Regions from separate parts of the Mus musculus genome. Here regions 1 and 2 are each linked to region 3. A link is a contact called in public HiChIP or PLAC-seq and promoter capture Hi-C data. All regions are on one chromosome and are shown on one strand. Each heading gives the region's core, a stretch centred on a gene start, on an enhancer-like site or on the middle of the called end of the contact. The rest is flanking DNA. Distances are from core to core; before and after follow the strand shown. Region 1 has its middle 20 kb from the start of Gm23972. Region 2 holds the start of A230103O09Rik (RIKEN cDNA A230103O09 gene). Region 3 has its middle 24 kb from the start of Gm26688.

Region 1 (3,831 bases), core at 1,332-3,831, 830 kb after region 3:
GATTTTCTTGAAAAGATTTTAATAAAATTTTTGGAATAAAGTTTAACAAAACTTTGTTTGCAAAATAAAGATCCCCATTGAGTCTTTGGTAATAATCAGAAGTGAAGAGAACAGAAAAGTCACAGTGGACAGAAAATCAGAGCAAAAAAAGGAAGGGGAGGCCGACTAGGTTCAAGCGCTAACTCTTGTTTCCCTTTGCTAACAGCAGGCTAATCAGTTGTAATTAAGAGGCAAAGTAGCAGTCTAATAAACAGCACTTGTCACCAGTTGTCATCTTGGTGATCAGTTCACACCTCCATCACAATGACAGGGACCCCTCAAACTCTCTAATAACCTGACTCCTAGGACCAAAGGAGGATTAGGCTCTGGATAATGGATTGCTGAGACTCTAATGAAGTAGAAGGTCAGGAGATGAACCCTCAGCTGTGAGGCAGGAGGAGGGAGGAGGCTGGCAAGAGTGAACTTTAATTAAGGTTTCCTGAGCTTTAGGCCCTTGTTTTTGAGTCAAGTTAATTTAAGAGGTTTGGGACTTTTGGTAGTATCCTCCGACACACTGTTGTTGTTGTTGTTGTTGTTGATGATGATGATGTTGTTGTTGTTGAATCTGACACTCAGAGGGAAATCTTTTCAATTATTCTTTACTTTGTACTTTTTGTTCCTCTTTGGTATATTTCATTTAAAAGCACACCTTTATATTCAGTTCTCTCATTTGCCTTTTAGGTAGGTAGCCTCTCATAAATGCTTAGAAAACTAAGAAAACTGAAAATCAAGCTTCATTCTCCACTACCTAACATAGTCTTGCACATGAATTCTAAATGATAATAATAGCTGTGCTTTATACACGACAAATGTGTTGACAATAACACACCACAAAGCTTCGCATCGGTAAAAGAAAACACCCCCCCCAATTTTTTTTAAAAGTGGGTTGATAGGTTTAACCAGGATAAATGGCTAATGCTTTTGCTGGGTATGGTGAATCTTTAGATGACCCACAGGGCTGTGCTTTCTTATATTTGAAGCCATTGCTTTCCCAGGACTGACAAGAGGACTTTCTAGAACAATAGTTCAGTGACCACTTGTCCGGGTCCACATGTGGGGAAGGCTTCTATTCTATTTCTTGGCTAACATGGCAGGTGTCTGGGCTCCGTTTAACTCCAGCTACTAGGAATGAGTTAGATCGGCCAGACTCACCCCCCTCCAACCCCCCATCATGCTGCATTATGTCAATGTAGGCTTGAACCAGGCAAACCATACATCATGTCATAAATAAATGTCATTCTCTTCTTTTACTACATACTCCACTAGTCTTTAATTGTCCACTTTCATTAGTTTAGAAACTGGCCTTATTCATCTGTATTTGGTTCTAACATTAGGTATCATCGTTGTAGCAGAATGCACTTGTTTAGAAGGATCTAATCCACTGCTGTTGTAAATACCAGTTCATTAACCCCCCGGTTTTGCTCTAAATAGAAGCATACTTCATCACAAGCTCCCTTAGGAAATTTTGCCGTGTGAGCAAGCCCTTGTCGCCAGAGGACTTGTGATGTATCACAGTTTAGCAAAGGCTCCGGAATCCTGAGACTGGTGATCTCACAGCATTTCACAGTGAAGAGATTGATATCCGTGATCCGTGTTTACCTTTGAAAGTCCCTCTTAATCATCCAAATAACAGTGCAATTATCTGACCACATGAAAAAGAGTAATAACCCACCTTTCTGACTCAGCATCTTGCTGAGGTGATTGACTAACAATAAGTCCATTTGTACAAAGTTGAAGGCAGAGGTAGTGAGATACCAGATTTCAGGTCTTCTAAAACTTCAACTAAACATTAAATAGATGGATGGATGGATGGATGGATGGATGGATGGATGGATAGATAGATAGATAGATAGATAGATAGATAGATAGATAGAAGAATTAAAAACATTCCAGTCTTTACTTCAGAATCCCAAAGTCCATTCTCAAAAATTGCAGTTCATCCTATGGGGTGTAGACAAACCCAGGAATCCATTATCTAGCCCATTAGGACTAATGAGACCTTATCACCTCTAAATTCAAATCCAAAGGCTAATGAGTAGTGTGTTGATGAAATTACTGTTTCAGCTCAGATGTCCTTAAACTTTTGTCTTAGTAAGTATCTGTCTATTTCCCACCACTCTGAAGTCTCCTTGTTTTCTCCACAGTCCTGGTTTAAGGAACATCATATGCAGATGCTATTAAAAGAACCAGGCCAACACTTCACCTGCTTTTATTTATTTATTTATTTTTCTTTTGTACTCAACAGATTGTTGGGCTCACAATGGACAACTTGGGGACCAGGAGTCCTGCCTCCTCTTAAGAGTGTCTTGATGTGAAATATTAGAAGACCAAAAGGCTAATCTATGCATCCGTCAGCCAGGGGTGGGAGCTATTTCAGTCCCATTTCACACGTAGTAATCAATTCATTGACTGAAAAAAAAAAGAGAGAGAGAAAAGAAAGAAGCCTGCCTTTTCCTTGTCCAGCTGCAGTAGACAGGAGCCAGAACATATGCCTGTCTGAAAGAGGAGGAGGGGCAAAGGCTTCGGGGGAGCAGGCACACAAAGAAAGCCAATCTTCTCCACAAAGCGTGGAATGACTTAAACACTCTATTGTATTACCTATGAATGAGCCCTCATTGTGGCGCGCAGTGTGTGGGGATCCACGGAGTCCTCCCATTAGCCACACGATTAACCAGATTACACGGGACGCCGCTAAGGTAAATAAGGTCAGCCTTCTGTCACTCCCTCCCCCAGGCCTGACCAACAAGGGGCCCAAGAACCAGCCCCTTTGTAGTCAACTGGGTGGAAAGAAGAAATAACCATGAATGTCATGCTTGGTAATTAAAAAGAGAGAGAGACAGACAGACAGACAGACCGACAGACAGACAGAGGAGGAAAGAGAAAGAAAGTTGTCCCCTGGGACCATCTAAGAGACACAGTGTGAAAACATCTTTTTGATCAAGTAACATGTCAGCATTGTTTCCATTGACCATGTAGGACTAATCTAACCCTCCCCTAACAGGGTCCTGTATTCCCTTTTGTGGCGCGGAAGACAAAAAGCTCAAAACACATGAATTAAAGCTGCCGGACTCTGCTCATTATGGGCAAGAATGGGTGGGTCTGTGCCTACAAATCTGTCTGCCTGTTAACCCAGCTCCCGTCCATCTCTAAGTGGGTGCCTCTTCGTCCACCTCTATAGCCCTGCTCATTCTGGCGAACAGATAAACACCCATAGTTAATTGGTTTATGGAAATTGCACCAAAGTTACAAGGCTCCTCGCAGCTTGAGTTGTGACCAACACAAGTAAACGGAAACTGCTTCCAATGGTCCTGAAAAGCCTATTTTCCTGAAAATTCAGATATCTGACATGGAAAACATCCTTGTGAAAAACTGTCTTAGCTTCTTGATGTAATAGAAAAGTGGAAAAGTGTTCGTCATATTTAGAACACATTTTCTCTGGACATTATTCGTTGTATAATAACAAATAAAACTATCAGCAAAAAGTGTTTCTGTGTCAAAAACATGATGTATAGCTACTGAAATTAATGCATTTTGGTAAATGGTAGCATCATGAATGAAAAATAAAGGCTATTTTGACAACCAGAAACTTAAAATGATATTTTATATGTACTTTATATTTTAAACAACTAGGAATGCTACATATTAATTACTAACAAGCAGAAATCCATTTACAAAAACGTTTAAACATTGCCAGAGCTTATGTATATATTCATATGTATTATTTACACATATTCTAACATAGTTTTTAATCATTGAAGATGAGGATTTTCCCCACATTTATTTATTAGTATT
Region 2 (3,837 bases), core at 1,194-3,693, 880 kb after region 3:
TAAAACATGCTGAAGGAAAATAACAATTGATATCTAAAAAAAAAAAAAAAAAAAAAAAAAAAAAAAAAAAAAAAAAAAGAATTTCAATCTTGAAAAACAGTCAGGTGGTATATACCTTTCATTCCAGCACCTCAGAAGGCAGACACAGGAAGAGCTGGAGTTCGAGTTCAAGGCCACTCGGCTGCAGAGTGAATTTGAGGCTACCCTGAGCTACCTTGAGAAACTATCTCAAAAACTCAAAATAAAGGAAGCAAACAGCCTGTAGTCTTGGGGGGTGGGCATAGAAATGCATTAATCCTGGGGGGAAAACGAGAGGCAAAGGAGGGAGCCCGGGGCTGATTCCTTACAACAGTTTTTCCTAACCAAAGGCGCAGAGTGTAGGGAGGGAGTGGACAAAGGTGCTTGATTACAAGCCCCATATACTGAGTTCGATCCCTGAGACCCAGGTGGAGGAAGAAGAGGACCAACACAAAGCTGTCCTTTGGCTTCTGCATTCACACAGAGGTGTGCAATTCACTTCAGGGAACGCCCACATTTGCATGACCCAGAGGAGACACCAGTTATAGACTTGAAAGAAGCAAGTATAAAACGGGATGCTTTCGCTTCTTCTTTACTCCCCAGATTGAAAACTAAATTGGACCAAAAATGGGCATCGCTGTGACGATCACTTAGGCGTCTTAAAAAGCATTCTGACTTTTCAACAGCAAATGAACAAAAGCTAATTTGCAGACAGCCATAAGCAGAAGGGTGAGTTTGACAAAAGTTGACTCTTCAACTTCCTAAGAGTGAGCCATTGCACTAGCCTCTCCTAACTATACCCAGAACCCGGAAAGAGCTGGGCATGGTGTCTCATGCCATTAAACCAGCGCTTAGGAGGATGCTTCGGGTCCTATAAGGTTGAGGGAATCTGGGCTGCATACTGAATAGCAGGGCGACCGGGACAATAAAGTGAGAATGTGGGGTTTTTTGTTTTTGTTTGTTTGGTTGTTTTTTTTTTTTTTTTTTGATTCATTGTTTTATTTTGTGTTTTTCAAGACAGGGTTATTCTGTGTCACTGTCCTAGAACTTGTTCTGTAGACCAGGCTGGCCTCCAAGTCACAGAGGTTCACCTGTCTCTGCCTCTCCAGTGCTGGGCTTAAAGTCATACACCACCACACTCAGCAGAGAATACCTGGTAAAAGTACTCAGAGAGAAGGGTGGGGGAATTCAAATGACTGATCATCCCTCTCCCCAAAGGCAAAAACAAATAAAAGCAATATGGAGGGGGGAAAAGAGGGGGGAAAAAGTAGAACTGTAAATATGCTTTGAAATTAATGTTTTATGAAAACAGTGAAATAAAACATTTGAAAATGTAATATAAATGGCCAAACTTGTTCCCTCTTAAAGTGAATGCTATTAAACGATAGATATGTTTCTCATATTGATCAATAGTCATGCAAATTTAATAAATTGTTCTCCTTATAAAATCTAGCCTCCTATTCTATCAGAAGCTGTTAACTCCAGCCAGACAGCTATTTAATGACAAAAAGCTCAAAGGAGAAAATACAAATCAGATGGTTGTTCTACCAGGAAATTGTTAATATAATCTTAAAATATACTAACTTCTCCTGAGTTTGGAAGCTACTAATCTAAGTGTCATAAGATTTTATGAAAGATCATTAAAATCCTATATTAGCATTGCTAACTCTGAGTCCCACATTGAGCGTTAGCATTTTGCTCCTTTATTCCGTAGAATTGTCCATGAGAAATTCATGTAATTTGTAATATTCCTAGATACATATCTTGTAATCATTAGCAAATTGGAAGTTCATTTACTGCGTGTCCAAGAACAACACTTCAATAATGTGTCTTTCTATGTCAGGGCAAGTCACGTTCACTTCCATTGGTTTTATTGTTTTTCCGGTTTTTGTTTTCTTAAATCACAGTTCATTGTCTCTACTCCAAGGTCAGATCTCTGGTCAGCAACTCTAGATCTGTAGTTAAATCTTATCCTGAACACAACACCAGCCCAGCTCCGGGTACCACCCGCCCAGATGTGCTGAGCTCCCTTTCCGGGAGATGCCTGCATACTTGTCGGGTCTCCTTGCTTGACTACAAAGCCTGCACAAACAGCAGCATGGCCCCTGTGTTCCCTGGCAAGCGTCCCACCTCTTGGCTTTGAGCTCTGCTGACATGTAGAGAGGTTTTCCGTGCAGCCATCAGGCCCAAGGCTCACCTTGAGCTCCTCAAGCAGGAAGAGGGCGCGGTTTGAAAGCCCCGCAGCTGGCGTGCCTGGGAGGAAGTAGAGGGAGGAGGGGAGACGACGCTGGTAGATGCGCATCTTGGCCTGGAGTTCAAGGCCACCGCTTTGGCTTCTGGGCTCCCGCTCCTGCCAGCCCGCGCCTCCATCCAGCAGCCCCGAGAAGTCTCAGCCTGCAATGGCAGAGAAAGCCCTCATCTATCTGAGGAAAGAAGCCACGCCGATGGCTCCCTAGTGGATGTAATTGTGCTCATTACTGCCATTTACATTTCATCACCCGATTACCACAAATGCCTCATTACTGCTGAAGAGGGTTTTGCTGGGGAAAGGCTTGCTAACTATTCATTCCTGGGCTCTGGATGTCACCAGACCGGCTGATTGGAAAAGGAGGGTGAGGAGGAACTGAGAAGGGGCGAAGGTGAAAAAGGTCCTCTATCAGATTTGATTAAAGGACGTGATTTAAATCGATATTTAATAAAGTGCCTGCTACGGCGGAACACGGGGAGGTCCCCGTGCAGGCAGAATCGTGATTAGGAGCCCCACACTGCCTGCTACACAGCTCAATTGGGTTTTGTGTCCTGGCCTGGCACCTGTGTCCCTCAGAACTGCGCCTCCAAGGTAATAGGTTTATGAGCCGATGAACAGAGCTGATAGCTTCTAAATGGATTAACTAGGTGTCTGCAGTCTGGCGATGAATGCATCAAGCCAAAAGGGGGAAAAAAACAGTGGGGGTGGGGAGAATTGGTTTGCATAAATGGGAGAGTGATAGGAAGTGTTGACAGATACGGTGCTCCTCAGGAGCCCCACAGGGTAAACACTGGCTCGGTGCCTGCCATTCAAGTGCTGTCTCCATGGGTGAAGATACCAGGCTGCTTAACAAGCCAGGCAAGTGCTGAGGAACAGGCTGATTCTGAAAAAGGCATCGACTGGGTTGGGCTGGCCCACTGGCTACACCGGGGATGTGCCTGGGCAATCATGGTTTGTTTTTTTGTTTTTTGGGTGTTTTTTTTTTTTTTTCCGTGTCTAGTATGGAGCATAAACATGGAATAGAATCGTTTGGCTAACTCTAGTCTTGGAAATATCTCCAAGGTGGTACTATGACTCTGTGGATCCTTACGGGGTTGGGTAACTTTTCGGGAGGTTAGTGTGGGGTGGAGTGTGGGGGTCAGTGTTAAGTGGCTCCATCTACTGTGAATACAGAAGGGGAGAAGGGCGCAGCAGGGACAGTCTTCACACGGTCGTTCTCTCTAGTTTTTCTACACCCTTCAGAGATGCCTATGTGGCTGGACTTGTGTATTTTTGTTTTGTTTTAAATATGAAATTGGAATTATAAATATAGCCATTTACATACATGGTTCTTATATGTAATGTGCTCATGAATACAATATTTTCCCATGTTAAAATTCAACTTATTTTTTCCAAATATTCACCAACGAAAGGATGCTAAAGAGATACAGTACCAATTTCTGGCTACATTGCTTAAGTATCACAATTTATTCCCTTTTTCTAGCATTAACCCACTGTAAAGTAGGACTCTACTAAATGACAAGCTTTCTCTATATATGTACCCAGTTTTAACAAGCTATAGTTTAGGAAAT
Region 3 (3,641 bases), core at 109-2,608:
AATGGCAGCTAGCAACTCGGGGTAGGGGGATTCTGAGTCTGACTTCAGTTCATTGTGAGCTTCACTCTTCCGAACGGGTGAGGGCTTGCTTCCCCGTACACATGTTTTAAAACCCAAGCCCAAAACACATTCACACTGACAACAAACAAGAGATCCATTCATGGGCTCTGCCACCTTCTCCCGGTTGGTTATGCAAATACTAAATTGAATCAACTGGCTAGAACGTTCAGCCCGTTGCTGAAATATGATAGAAAAAAAAAGTTGGGTATTCCAAGGAAATTGATTCCAACAGTTCATTTTCAGTCTTCCAGTCGGTATGGATGTCTTGCGTGTCTGACGGTGGAGGGACACAAATAAATCTTGTTGGGGTTGAGGCTGCCATTCTGCAAAGCTGCGGGCAGTTTGGGAGACCCGCCCCCTCCCTTTGCTCCCAGGGAGATAAGAATTCGAGCCATTTCGCTGGCGACGCGCAACGCTACGGGGCGGCTCATCCCTCAGGCGGAGGGCTTCCCCCTGAACCTCTTGGCTCGGCTTTCGCTGACTGCAGGGCAGGAGGTCCGCCCGGCCAATTTAATTGAGAGCCCACTTCAGGCGTGAATGCAGCTAGCTCCTGCTTCCAATCTTGCCCCAAGGAGTAAGGGAGGGTAGAGACGAACCTCGAGCCCGCTGGGAACAATCAGACTCTCCCTTCTTCTTTAGACCCCAGGCACAGGAACTTCCTTTAGGTTATGCGGAGCAGTCTTGTTTCGGAAAACCAGAATATTCTTTCTCGTTTCTAGGCCTCTGGAGACCTGGATTTCGCCAGCGTGTGCCTCCGTTTCCCTGTTTCAGAGATCAAAGGGAAAAGTTTCTTTGGGAGGTGGCCAGGGCTACGCCAGGGCCATTAAGGTGCAGACTGGCGGGAGTAGAGGTTCTTCAGCCAGGGCGAGGGAGTCTAAACCTTGTTGCGCAGCTAGGGACCCCCCCCCCCCCAGAGTTCCAGGCACCCAATCGCTACCCAGAACAACCGGGGCACACCGAATGTTTGGCGGCTTCCCACCACCAACGTTTCCATCCCAAGCATGGGGGGGGGGGGGCGCGAATCCAATCTTTCTGCAACCCGATACATCATTCCAATAAGAATGACTTCACTTTAATAAAGATTTAATACGCTAAATCTGTCTTTGTCGCTGATTGATGGTTCTTTGTCCTGAAGCCGATTTGGGTTTTACTGATCAGGGCAAAGCTGTAATTCAGACTGTTGTTACTTTTGATAACACTCACAGGAGAAGAGAACGTCTCCGCGTGCGCATAGCCACGCACACGCGCTCACAGGCTTGCCTCCTTGTTCTCTTTGGGTTCCGGGTACCCGCATCTAGAAAGCTCTCTAGCTGACTGCCCTGGGCCGTGGGGGGGAGGGAGCTGGAGTAGGGAAGAGGATGGGAGTGGAGGGGAGGGGAGGGGAGGGGAAGGGAGGGGTAGGACGTGGAGCGCCGCGTCTGTCGGAGAACCATTTGCTCTGAATCACAAATTTTCACGGCTTAGAAAGAAAAGGTAGAGCTAATGTCTGGCTCAATTAATAAACATGGTAATTTCACACCCGGAGAAGGACATAATTTCAGCCGAGCGCTATCGGCGCCATCACAAAGGGTCAGGGCGCAGCTGCGGCGAACCCGGGTCATTACGGAGTCTCCGAGCAGCTCCCGCGCCTCGGCCCAGCGCGCGCCTTCGGGCAACGGATGGCTGCGGGCGAGGCCGGGGCTTCCCCCGATAAAGGACTTACCCACCGTGCGGGGAATGGCGAGGCTTTCAGAGCACCAGTAATCAGCTCCCAGACGTAGGGCCCGTCACGCCCCCCCTCCCCGTGTACTTTTTTTCTTTTTAAAATAAAAGATGCCTTGAGCTAGCACCCTCTGCCCATAGCCTCTGTCTCTCTATCGTCTTTTTCTGAGAAAACCACAACTACCATAAAGAAGTATGCACATATACCCATTTTTTATTTTTGAGAGGTTCCTTTTAATGCACTGGCCCAGAAGCCTATTGTATCTGGAAATTTCAAGACAGTTGTCGTTGATAAATTTCTGATGTCAAGATATTGAGTCCAGGAGCTGGGAGACAAGATATTAGCTTCAACCTCATAATCTTTTAATCACATTACACTTTAAGTGAGCGCGAGTGATTTCACCCATCAGTGATTTATGTAAGCATTTGGGACACAATTACTCGTGTCCTACACGAGTACCGACTGGAGCACGGTTAGTTACAAAGGAAACCCTGAGCTTGTGGAAGCCGAACCAGCTTCATAACGCGCCCCATCTCAGAATCAAAATTCATGCGTAATCAGGACCCTCAGGGCCCTTCTCCTCAAAGCAATGGGTCCCAAAGGCAAATCTACCCTGAGTCACAAGGGAGGCGGCGCTCCCTCCCGCCTTCCTTTCTGGATTTAGATTTTAAAAGCAGACCTTCAAAGCTGAAATAAATGTCCATTAAATAGCCTCATGCAAATGGGACAGAATAGGGCAGCTAAGGCACACAAAGCCCCCATCTCAAATAAAACAGACGCATGATGAATGACAACCCGGATGCTGGGATGTTTGGAAAAATTATAGTTGTCCGGTTTCCCAGGTGTCTGAATTATTGAAGAGCGATGTGCATATTTCAACGAGAGAAGGTGGCTGAGGTTAGGGACCAGTGGTTGGCGTCAGGAAAGCCATGCAATGATATATTTGGGGTCGGGGGAGACTCCTTGGCTAAGAATTTTTAACGCATTCTTCTCTGGGCCGCCAAGGAGACAGCGTTACCCTGACAGCTGTAGGACAAATGGGTAGAGAAAATGGATCGTTTTCAACGGCTAGGGACCTCCCGTTTCCGGCCGGGATCTGTAGGTCCTTCTGGGCTGAGCGCTAAGGTCATCAAGGCCAGGCACGGATGGACGGGGGCAGCGCAGAGCTGGAGGAGCACGCGGGTATTACGACGCTCAACAGAGCGCTGAATTTCCTCCTGCGGCCTTGTTGGGGACCTGGGGCATCTGCTAGTGTGGTCCTTCAGTTCCGGGTTCCTGGGAACAAGCTCCTGGCGTCTGCTCTTTGTCCATGCTTTTTCTTGACCTAAGGGTGAGGCAGGAGGGGTCGCCTCCACGGGTGGAGGAAACCAGGCTGGCATGGCGGGATAACGGGTACTGAAGCTGAGGGCATCTCTAGGAAGTAACTCATACAGGCATGTTAAAGAAAGTAGAGACAGGAGTTCCCAGTATCCAAGCCAGAACATCCTAACCTCCCCTCCTCGCTTTCTTTGACCCCCCCCATCCTTGTTTCTCTGAAGATATTTCAAAAAAGAAAAGAGACTTCTTGTGTATTCAGTTGCTTGAGTTAAAGTGTGTGGCCAACATGTCCGTAGCTGTGAGTTCGAATCCTTGTGCCACACAAACTGAACATGATCACGTATGCCTGTTAAGCCTAGCACTACAGAGATGAGGTTGGGGACTTGTCAGTTTAAAGTTGTCATAGGCTACATATAACAGTCTGTGATACATGAGACTGTTTCAAAATAGAAAAAGGGGAGGGGGAGAAAGGAAAGGAAAGGAAAGGAAAGGAAAGGAAAGGAAAGGAAAGGAAAGGAAAGAAAAGGATCTATCGGGATTCCACATTCACAGTTATTTAGTG

What was found. Promoter capture Hi-C pulls out the DNA fragments that hold promoters and counts their contacts. HiChIP or PLAC-seq counts read pairs in DNA pulled down with a chosen protein or histone mark.
Region 1: a contact with region 3 is called in a promoter capture Hi-C map of cranial neural crest. The contact joins two enhancer-like sites. A contact is called at or near these places in 1 of 39 promoter capture datasets (cranial neural crest), 5 of 115 datasets of contacts at active chromatin or transcription factors (astrocytes, embryonic hindbrain, embryonic midbrain and 2 more) and 1 of 9 other capture datasets (embryonic trunk).
Region 2: a contact with region 3 is called in an H3K4me3 HiChIP or PLAC-seq map of embryonic hindbrain, with 7 times the contacts expected there. The contact joins the promoter of A230103O09Rik here to the enhancer-like site in region 3. A contact is called at or near these places in 3 of 39 promoter capture datasets (the 3T3-L1 cell line, cranial neural crest and maxillary cranial neural crest), 1 of 484 Hi-C or Micro-C datasets (embryonic fibroblasts), 8 of 115 datasets of contacts at active chromatin or transcription factors (astrocytes, craniofacial prominence, embryonic forebrain and 5 more) and 1 of 9 other capture datasets (embryonic tail).

The regions. Positions count from the first base shown.
Region 1 is chr13:39,876,826-39,880,656 of GRCm38.p6, reverse strand. No RefSeq gene overlaps it. Among named protein-coding and RNA genes, the nearest start is that of Gm23972, 20 kb to the right of the region's middle. RefSeq lists an enhancer at 1,224-3,831. Within about 2 kb of position 2,581, at least 27 of the 459 cell types and tissues checked have an H3K27ac peak or open chromatin away from gene starts, as enhancers often do.
Region 2 is chr13:39,822,785-39,826,621 of GRCm38.p6, reverse strand. It overlaps A230103O09Rik (RIKEN cDNA A230103O09 gene), which reads right to left and starts at 2,443. Exons shown (of 2, transcript NR_167690.1): 1 at 2,216-2,443.
Region 3 is chr13:40,702,153-40,705,793 of GRCm38.p6, reverse strand. No RefSeq gene overlaps it. Among named protein-coding and RNA genes, the nearest start is that of Gm26688, 24 kb to the left of the region's middle. Within about 2 kb of position 1,358, at least 19 of the 459 cell types and tissues checked have an H3K27ac peak or open chromatin away from gene starts, as enhancers often do.